Linked DNA regions of Mus musculus: regions 1 and 3 are each linked to region 2. A link is a contact called in public promoter capture Hi-C data. All regions are on one chromosome and are shown on one strand. The core of a region is the stretch at or near the end of the contact, and the rest is flanking DNA. Distances in the headings are between cores, read along the strand shown. Region 1 holds the start of Rassf2 (Ras association (RalGDS/AF-6) domain family member 2). Region 2 holds the start of Smox (spermine oxidase). Region 3 overlaps Atrn (attractin).

Region 1 (2,976 bases), core at 134-2,633, 540 kb before region 2:
GTACCCTCATTGGCAGGAAGCCAGATGATTGGTTATAAGATGACCATTTGACTCAACGCGAGCCAGGGGAGCCAGGGAGCGGCTCTCCTGAGAGGCTGGGCTAGAACTGAAGAATTCTAGCAGCATCTCACAGACTTCTTCAATAGCAAAACCAGAGCCCTGCTGTTAGGAGTCATGGCTGCCCTTTGTCCTGTTTCTGAGGTCACGGAAGGCCAGGTTAGAAGAGAAGAAAGATTCCCTTGGAGAAGGTTTCCTGGAGAGTTCCTCAGCTCACCCTGCAAATCTAGCTTGAGAAAGGCTGCGAAGGAAAGCAGCTTACCTGAAACACAGTAATGGCTCCAGTGAAAGAAATTAATGGACCCGGTTTGTGTTTATAGCTCAAGGGGAAAGAACTAGATGCATTTATCTCCCTAACACCCCCCTCCCCTTTCACAGTAGAAAAAGCCGATCAGTAGCCTTCTTGTTCAGTGTTGTGGGACATTTCCAGCACCACCCCGCAGCTGCGCTTTGGCCTCCGCACATTTGAGGCTGGCTGGTCTGGGAACGGATAGCCGTTTATAACATTGTTTCTATGGGAGACACATTCCAAGATCCAAACAATGAGTTTAAAAGAGAATATCTGGCTTCCAGGCAGATGGGATGCACTTTGGAGGCTTGGCTGCCCTTTCTTTAACCGTTAGATTCCCTTCCCCTTTGGTTTGGGGACCAACTGCAAGGTCGGGCATATGTAAACGAAGAATTATGGTTAGAGGGTATAGAATCCGTAGCTGGGTGCTCCCTCCTATACACTAGAGTTCCTCGGAGGTCTAAGGATGGAGAGGAGGAGGAGGTGAGGAATGGACAAAGAAACTTGACTTCCTTCACATTGCCGTCACGTCTGCCGGCCTGCCGAGTCGAAGGGGCCCACTTAGCCCTTTGGCAACTCAAACCCTTTTGGGAACAAACCCGGGTGTTAGAAAGAACCACCACCCAACTCCACCAACTGCACATCCTCTGCTAGGAAATCTGCATTCTCTAGGCGGGCTGCTCCCTGGGAGTGACTGTCACAGAGCCAGGCGAACTGAAGAGCTTGGGCTAAATCTCGGCGTGGCTTGGAGAGGGCAGGCGCGATGGGGTGAGAGGCAGCACCTTATTCCCTCCACCCACGCTCTCCGCCTCCTCCTCCTCATGCACTCTGGCCTGCTGAGAAGAAACGCTGGCAGCCCGCGCGAGGTGGGGTGGGGGTACGCGGGGAGGGGGGGGGTAGAGATGAAGGGAGGAGGCGACGCGAAGCCACAGCATTGTCTGTCTTGAAGGGAGGGGAGAAGCTCCGCCCCCTAGAGGGGAGGGAGGGGGAGAAGGGAAAGAAAGGCAAGAGAAGAGGGGTGGGGAGAGAACTGCAGGGTGGCGGGTGGGTTGGTCAAGGATCGGCAGATAAAGGCAGAGCTCGGGGAGGCGGGGCGGAGGGGCCAGGTGGGCGGGGCGCCCGCCCTCAACCGCACTGTCGCCGCCCAGGCCGGCCCAAGCGAGCGGGTCCCGCGGATCACTGGCCAAGCACGCTGGAGCACCCCCACCCCCGCAGCGGCGCCCCCACTTTCCAACCCCTGCGGCGAGAGCGGATGCAGATGGTCCGGGAGACAGGCAAGACACAGGGCGCGGGGCTCGAAGAGCCGGGTACTGGCACAGGATGCGGGCGCAAGGTGCTGGTGGTCCTCTTTCCCTCTACCCAGCTCAAAGTTTTCCCTCAGTGGCCCGTGGCCAGCCTGGTCCGGTCCCTGACTCTTCCCTGTCCCCTTTTGCCACCCAAGCCACAAGGTGGGCTTAGATATGCGGGCTGCCCCAGAAGCAGCGCAGGCGGGCGCCCCAGCCCACTCCTTTTCCCCGGGTAGAAAGTTGTGGCCTGGAGCTCATGCTGCGGCTCTGACCCCTTAAGATCTTTTCTGAGGTCGACACTAAGTGCAGTGGCAGGAAATTGCCCCCATCCCCAGAGCAGGGTGTCCCCGAACTCCCTGGAGAGGTGAAGCGAGATAGCAGGTGCAGGCCTGTAGAGCTTAGGGGAGGGTCGGACTGTTGTGCGCACTCTGGCTCCCCGGGCGGGGACCACATCTCCAACCCGCGGCGAACCCAGTTCCCTTTGGGTTTCAGAGTTTAAGAGCGCGCGGTGCTCGGCGCACTTCCCCCTCCCGGGTTTCTTGTCCCTTCCGGAGCTTGTGCCTGAGGTCGCTGGAGACCGAGCTAGGCAGGTGCTTTCAAAAGACGGCCTGGCCACTCGTGTATTAGAGCGCTTACTCTGCACCCAGCTTTATCTCCGAGTGCGCCCTGGGAGGCAGCAGAATGGTGGAGTCCCGACAGGGGCAGATTTGGAACAGCCACTGGACAGATAGCCACTGTGCTTCAGTGGCAAGCTCAGCACGAGGCTTCTCAATGCTGCGCGCGCTTTAGTCCCAAGAGTCTGGAAAACCAGGGCATTAGAAACGATTCTTCCTGAGAGCAGAGGCCAGGGGTTACGGTAAGCAAGTGGAGGATTCCTGTAAGAGGAAGCGGTGGACAAATGACAATTTGTCAGAGCCGGCTCTGTCCCTGCGGTAAATGGCCCTGGGACAGTGGGAAGAAAAAAATTAGGGTCACGGTTCTCAAAAGATAGCCGGCAGATTCAGCCAGGGGATATCTTTGAAGAGCACGTAAATGAGGAACCTGAGGTTGATTTGCCATACTTTCAATCCACGTTTATTAAGTGGAAGCTTTTCCTACAGGTGGTCTGGGGGTTAAAGAAACCTCTGTGGCTAAGCTATACTGGATTTGAGAAGAGTGCCCCCCTTCCTCCCCTTGTTCTCATTCTCCCTTTCTGTCCTAGGGGACTAACTGTGGTATTTTCCTGAGCGATGCTCATTTGAGCTGTTGCTTATGGGCTGTTCCTCCTCCGGACTAAAGCCTGATTCCTAGGACCTGCTGCAGTCCAGCGGGATTCAGGAAGGTAGAGAGGAGCATCAAATGATG
Region 2 (2,961 bases), core at 108-2,607:
AGAAGGGCAGTCAGGAGAGGAAATGCTGAGAACAGAGCCCTGGGGCCCTCAAGCATTTAACAGCAAAACTAAGGGGAAGGGGACAGGCTAGGGCAGGCTGGTAGAAGGGAGGAACTGGGGCACCCAGGGAAAGATACAACTCTAGGACAGAGCTTTCTAAAGACACTGCAAGGCAAGCAAAACCTGCTAGAGCGGCCCTGGATGGACTGCAGAAGGAAAGGGTGCCTGCTTCTTAGGGGCACTGCTTAAAGTCAGAACTTCCGAGGAGATCCTTGTGATGGGAATTGGGTGCCTGGCTGACGGGGGATGAGGTTCAAAGCCAAACAGGGAGACTGTGAAATGACGAGGGCGGACAAAGACTGTTCTCAAAACCTGCTGGGTAAGAAATGCCAGGGACATCTAAAGGGATGGTCACAGGGCCCAGGAGGAAGCGCGGCCCTTCAAGCCCTGTAATGCTCCTTCCTCTGTAAGAGGAAAGGGACAGAGGTAGCAGAACACAAATAAATGAGGGCCATTCAAACACTTTCTTGACCTTCTCTTTACCCCCAGCCTGGGTGACCTCCACTCAGCACCTGCTGTTTCCCCCACAAGCTCGGCCAAGTGGACCCCAGGCGGGACGGTGCTGTGCCACTATCAGTTGGCTCCTCCAACAACCTGTGGGCACGGCTCACGAAAGGGCCAGCCACGGCGCGGTTTGCTCAGGTGCAAGACCCAAAAGGTCCGCGCACCGCTCACCTGCTCCACAGCCGCGCCACCTCCAAGCCGGCGGCCGGCCTCGGCACCCCTTCCCGGCGAAGCGACTTGCTCCCTTCCCTTCGTCAGCCTGGCTCCGGCCAAGCCGGGCAGCCTGTGAGCCCCGGGGCAACCCGCGGGAGAGCGGCTCCCCACTCCTCCAGCTGTCCCAAGGAGACCGGCAGACGCCGGGCCGCCGCCGCCGCCGCCGCCGCCGCAAGCTGTGTTCCCTCCCCTCCACAGCGCACACCCTCCGGGCCGACCGAGTGCCTCGCCGGCTTTGTCTGCGCCGCCGCGCTGGGCGTCCGGAGGATGCGGCCCGGACCCCGGGGTCGCGGCCAGCCCGGGCAGCCTCTTCTGCCCACCGCCCGCCGCCGGCCTCCATCGGGAGCCCCTTGCCTACGAGGCTCGGTGGCTGTCCGAGCCCGGGTCGGGGAGGCCGCACGGTACCTTTCCTTGCGGAGCCCGGGAGCGTCTTCGCGAGCGGCCTCGGCCTCTCCGCCTCCCCTCCTCCGCAGCCACTGGGCTTCCTCCTGCAGCCGCCGCCGGGACCGTAGGGCCGAGCCAGCCGCCGGGGCCTGTGCGGGGGCCCCGCTCCGCCTCGCGTCCCCGGCCCACCCCGCCTGGGTGCTCCGCCCCGGGCCCGCCCACCGGGGGCGGGGAGCCCGAGGCCACCCAGCCTGGAGTTGCCCGCGGCACAGCCACCTGCACTCCCCTATCTCGCAAAAGGGACGCCTCACCCACCTATCCGCCCAGAAACAGAGCCAGCCCCGCGACGCCCCGCCCTGCAAAGCAGACGAGGTCTTCCGGCACTGTCAGAGCGCTGCGCCCACCTCAGTTTACCCAGACTCTGCCGCCCTTTTGAAAAGAAGAAAGGGCCCCTCTTGTCCTGGACTGTCTCTCGTCCTGCAGGTCTCAGGTGGGTGCCGGCGGGAACCAGGAACCTCAGGTGAAAGGAAAAGAATGCTCACATCCTCTCAGTACCCAGCCCATGTCCTGAAGTGGCCCTTTTTAAAAAGTGTATTTCCCTAGTAAAACCCTCAAACTTTTAATAAAAGCCAACGTTAATACTAGGTGGCACTTTTTCCTTTTTTCAAAAAAAAATTAATTGGTATCAATTATTTTTTAGCGGGCAATAGTGGCACATGCCTTTAATCTGGTGGTTCTCCAGCTTCCTAATGCTGACACACAGTTCCTCGTGTTGTAGTGACCCCCCAACCATAAAATTATTTCATTGCTACTTCGTAACTGTAATGTTGCTACTGTTATGAATTGAAACATAAATAAATATCTGACATGCGACCCCTATGAAAGGTCGTTGGAACCCTAAGGGATAGTAACCCACAGGTTTAGGACCACTGCGGAATCCCTCTAGAAGCAGGTGGATCTCTGAGTTCAAAGCCAGTCTGAACCACAGAGTAAGTGTAGGACAGCCAGAGTCAAACAGAGAAATCCTGTCTTGAACCACCCCCAACTCTCCCCCTCCACACACACACACAAAAGTAAGAAAATTATTTTTTATTCATCTCTGCACCTCCTAATCTGTTTTTTCGTATGTTTTGCTGGTACTACACCAGGTCAACACTTGGTCCGAGGGAATACAAGCCCCTGGTGGCCGCAGAGCCTCTACTCCGAACTGTGTCTCTGGAGGGGGCCCTCCCCTGATTTCAACCTGGAACCAGGCAATGCTGAGCACAGGTCGCTGTAGGTTCAGCCCGGAGAGATCCTGGATGTGGATCACATGCTCGTGATCCCAGCCTCAGAAGGCCATGTGGGGGGGGGGGGGGTACAGAGTTCAAGGCTAGCCTTGGCTACATACCAACTTCAAGGCCAGGCTGAGCCACACAGTGAAAGCCTGCCTCAAAGAAGCAAGAAGTAGAGATGTGGCTCAACAGCAGAACACACTTCTCAACATAGACAAGGCTCTGGGGCCAATCCCCAAAACTGAATTATATATATAATTCATATATATATATATATATATATATATATATATATGGCCTGGAAAGAGGTAGCCCTGCAAAAGTGGCTCTGATGGTCCCAGCCAAAGGGAACCAACCACCTAGGAGCCAATTTGGGTAGGGGACAAATGAATTTCTGGTGAAGTTTCTTCTTGTCAGAAAGGCTCTAGTCCTTCACCAAACTCGAAGTCCCTCTTCCCACCCCTCTTTAAAACACCACGCACTCCTGGGGTTAAACTCAGGTACACACCATACTCTCCTCTGTGGC
Region 3 (2,722 bases), core at 187-2,686, 530 kb after region 2:
CCTTGTAGCCACCATGAACGTACAGAGCCTTGGTCCTGTCATCATAAACACTACTGTGGCCATAACCCCCTTGCACAAGAGCACCCTGAGTATGTAATATACTCCATGTGTTCTTTTCTGGATAAGAGACAATAGTTAAAGTCAATGTTGCAGGCTCCTCTTCTTATGAAATAATAAATTATTTAAACGATTTAAACATTAGTTTAAAGTCTAAACACCTTAGAGCAAAAGACGGAAGTTTAGGATATACTTTCACCTTATTATAAAGAAGACCATCTAGACAAGACTGCATCGGATCAGCACTAACTGGACTCAGTGTGCTAACCTTCACCCTGAAAGGGAGGCCATAAGGCTAGGAAGGAGATGCACTGGGAAAGCCTAGAGGAGCTGGAAGGAATGGCGGTGGATATGAACAAGCTATATTGTATACATGTATGAAATTTTCACAGAACAAGTTTTTAAAGATTCATATTTTGTTTTGTTTTGTTAAGCTAGGGTTTCTCTGTGTACCCTGCCTGGCCTGGAACTTGCTCTGTAGACCAGGCTGGCCTCACACTAATGGAGATACACCTGCCTCTGCCCCTTGAGTGCTGGGACCAAAGGGATGCGCCACCACACTGGCAAGATTCAAATTTTTAAAACAAATTCTAAAGATTAAAGATTCAAAGTTCTCTTAAGCAGACACTTAATTCCCTGTGCTCCTCAGTGAGTCCTTATGATCTTCAGATGCACTTTAATGATCTTTAGATGCATTTTCACAGGAATGTCAAACAAATGTTACAAAATTATAATTCTGACATTCCTATTATACAATAAAAACAATAAAATGTAACACAAGATTATACATTAAGGTAAAATAACAGTGCACTGGCCTAATATTTAAAGGACTAGCCAGAATTATTTTAGAGTGTTTACTGTTTTGCATTTTGCTTATTTTGATATCCAAAGCATTTAATGCTATCTTTGGCTCCTTGCAAGCTGACAAGAAGGGCCAAGGCCCTGCCTTGGCTTGGGAGGGGTCCTGAGGAAGGTGTTTCTGGGGGAGGGCAACTTGTCAACAAAAACAAAAAGTCAAATTGTGGGTCCAAGCTGGAGACAGTTTTCCAGTCTACTTTCTCTCTGACCGGCTTTCTCTACAGACAGCTCTCTCTCTAGACAGCTTTCTCTTGCTATTCTTTGCTGAAGGCAGTTCTCCAGGCAGTTCTCTCTTGCTATTGCAAAAAACATTCTGGATAGCTCGTCTCCTGCAGGTCATAAACCCAGTTACTCCAGGTTTCCTATAAATCAGCATCCTGGGACTCAGGCCCCTTGGGAGACAACAAGCACACATTTCCTTTTAACATTACAAAAGAATTCAGAGATCTACCTGCCTCTGTTAAGCACAAAAACTAGTTGGGTATCCTGTCTGGAAATTACCATTTCTACCACACCAAGGTCTAACTAACCTTGCTCTGTTCCAGGCCCACCCTGAACTCAGGACTTTGTCTGCCTTTGTAAGCACAAACTTAGCTGGGTGGCCTCCTCTAGCAATCAGCACTCCCTAAATCTCTTTAACTGCTTACTCAATATCTTTCTGACAAGTTGGCTCACAGCGAAGCTGCTTTTGTTCCTTTAGATCTGTGAAGCCCCTCATACAATTCATATTGCATCCTTCTATTTTTGTATAGTTGAGGAAGTATATGGTTTTGAACTCATGTTCTTTTCCACAGCCTTAAGAGCTGTCCTGAAGGTCCCACCATTTACTTCCCAGACTCACACTGGCTCTGATTATCATGAAGTCATTCACATTAACAGAAGGACATTACTCAGAAGAGGAGCATGAAATATGTACATTATTATACAAACAGGTTTATGTCCATAGTGTGACATCCATGGAGGCCCGGACCTGCTGCCCCTGTCTCAGGGCTGGAACCATGTCATTCTGTCCCAACCAGGACCATGCTGGACTCCTCAGTTCCCCCTCTTTTGTTACTAATTTGAGGGTGCAAACGTTGACTGTGAGCGCTTGACTTGCTTGATGTAGACTAATAGATGAAATAAATATCCCAAATTTCCCTCAGCTTTCCTTAATGCAATATACAGCTGCCAGCTTGGACCTACAATTGGACTTTTTGGGTTTTTTGACACCCCTTTCCTCAGAACCCCTCCCAAGCCAAGACTAGACCTTGACAAGTAAGAAACAGCTGTTGCACAGGGACTTCAACAACCTCAATCTCACCAGTTATCTACTGATACTATTTCAAGACAAGGTACTGGATCAAGATCATGCTGAATTTTGTTACGGTGTCCTAATAATAAGGGCAGGGGTTCTCAGTATGATATTCAAGATGCCTCCACTGGAAAAAATACATACCCAAGTCATATTCCTGCACAACGCTTATATATCCATAGAGTGGGCAATGACCGAAGATGACCAACATGACCACACGGCCAGATGCCAGTGTAACAATGTGTGCTGAGTGTCCAACCACTGCATACTGATCCTTAGCTTTCGGAGTTAACAATACCCATGATTCATTATGAATATGAAATACTCTCAGCTCATTGGTCACGTTCCCTGTTGAATCAATTTTTCCTCCATACATGTAGATTTTATCCTATAAGAAAGATGTAAACAGGATTTTTAAAACCATTAAGAAATCAACTCTAGGGCTGGAGAGAGAGTTTATGAACACTTGCTGCTCTTGCAGAGGACCCGGGTTTAGTTCCTAGTACCCACATG

Evidence for each region. Promoter capture Hi-C pulls out the DNA fragments that hold promoters and counts their contacts.
Region 1: a contact with region 2 is called in a promoter capture Hi-C map of embryonic stem cells, with 14 read pairs. The contact joins the promoter of Rassf2 here to the promoter of Smox in region 2. A contact is called at or near these places in 2 of 39 promoter capture datasets (cranial neural crest and embryonic stem cells), 1 of 484 Hi-C or Micro-C datasets (CD4 T cells) and 1 of 115 datasets of contacts at active chromatin or transcription factors (astrocytes).
Region 3: a contact with region 2 is called in a promoter capture Hi-C map of embryonic stem cells, with 3 times the contacts expected there. The contact joins the enhancer-like site here to the promoter of Smox in region 2. A contact is called at or near these places in 13 of 39 promoter capture datasets (the 3T3-L1 cell line, 3T3-L1-derived adipocytes, the HPC-7 cell line and 8 more), 4 of 484 Hi-C or Micro-C datasets (the G1E-ER4 cell line, the HPC-7 cell line and embryonic stem cells), 5 of 115 datasets of contacts at active chromatin or transcription factors (astrocytes, embryonic forebrain, embryonic stem cells and 1 more) and 1 of 9 other capture datasets (embryonic stem cells).

The regions. Positions count from the first base shown.
Region 1 is chr2:132,028,395-132,031,370 of GRCm38.p6, reverse strand. It overlaps Rassf2 (Ras association (RalGDS/AF-6) domain family member 2), which reads left to right and starts at 1,383. Exons shown (of 11, transcript NM_175445.4): 1 at 1,383-1,620. Gm31179 (a long non-coding RNA gene) reads right to left here and starts at 920. Exons shown (of 3, transcript XR_374996.3): 1 at 320-920.
Region 2 is chr2:131,490,258-131,493,218 of GRCm38.p6, reverse strand. It overlaps Smox (spermine oxidase), which reads right to left and starts at 1,357. Exons shown (of 7, transcript NM_145533.2): 1 at 1,183-1,357. It overlaps Gm30679, which reads left to right and starts at 943. Exons shown (of 2, transcript XM_030252306.1): 1 at 943-1,651. The coding sequence starts at 1,045.
Region 3 is chr2:130,957,780-130,960,501 of GRCm38.p6, reverse strand. Atrn (attractin) reads right to left here. Exons shown (of 29, transcript NM_009730.3): 8 at 2,354-2,597; 9 at 1-117. Among named protein-coding and RNA genes, the nearest start is that of Atrn, 53 kb to the right of the region's middle. Within about 2 kb of position 1,436, at least 4 of the 459 cell types and tissues checked have an H3K27ac peak or open chromatin away from gene starts, as enhancers often do. A contact at or near this core is called in embryonic stem cells, where this site is marked.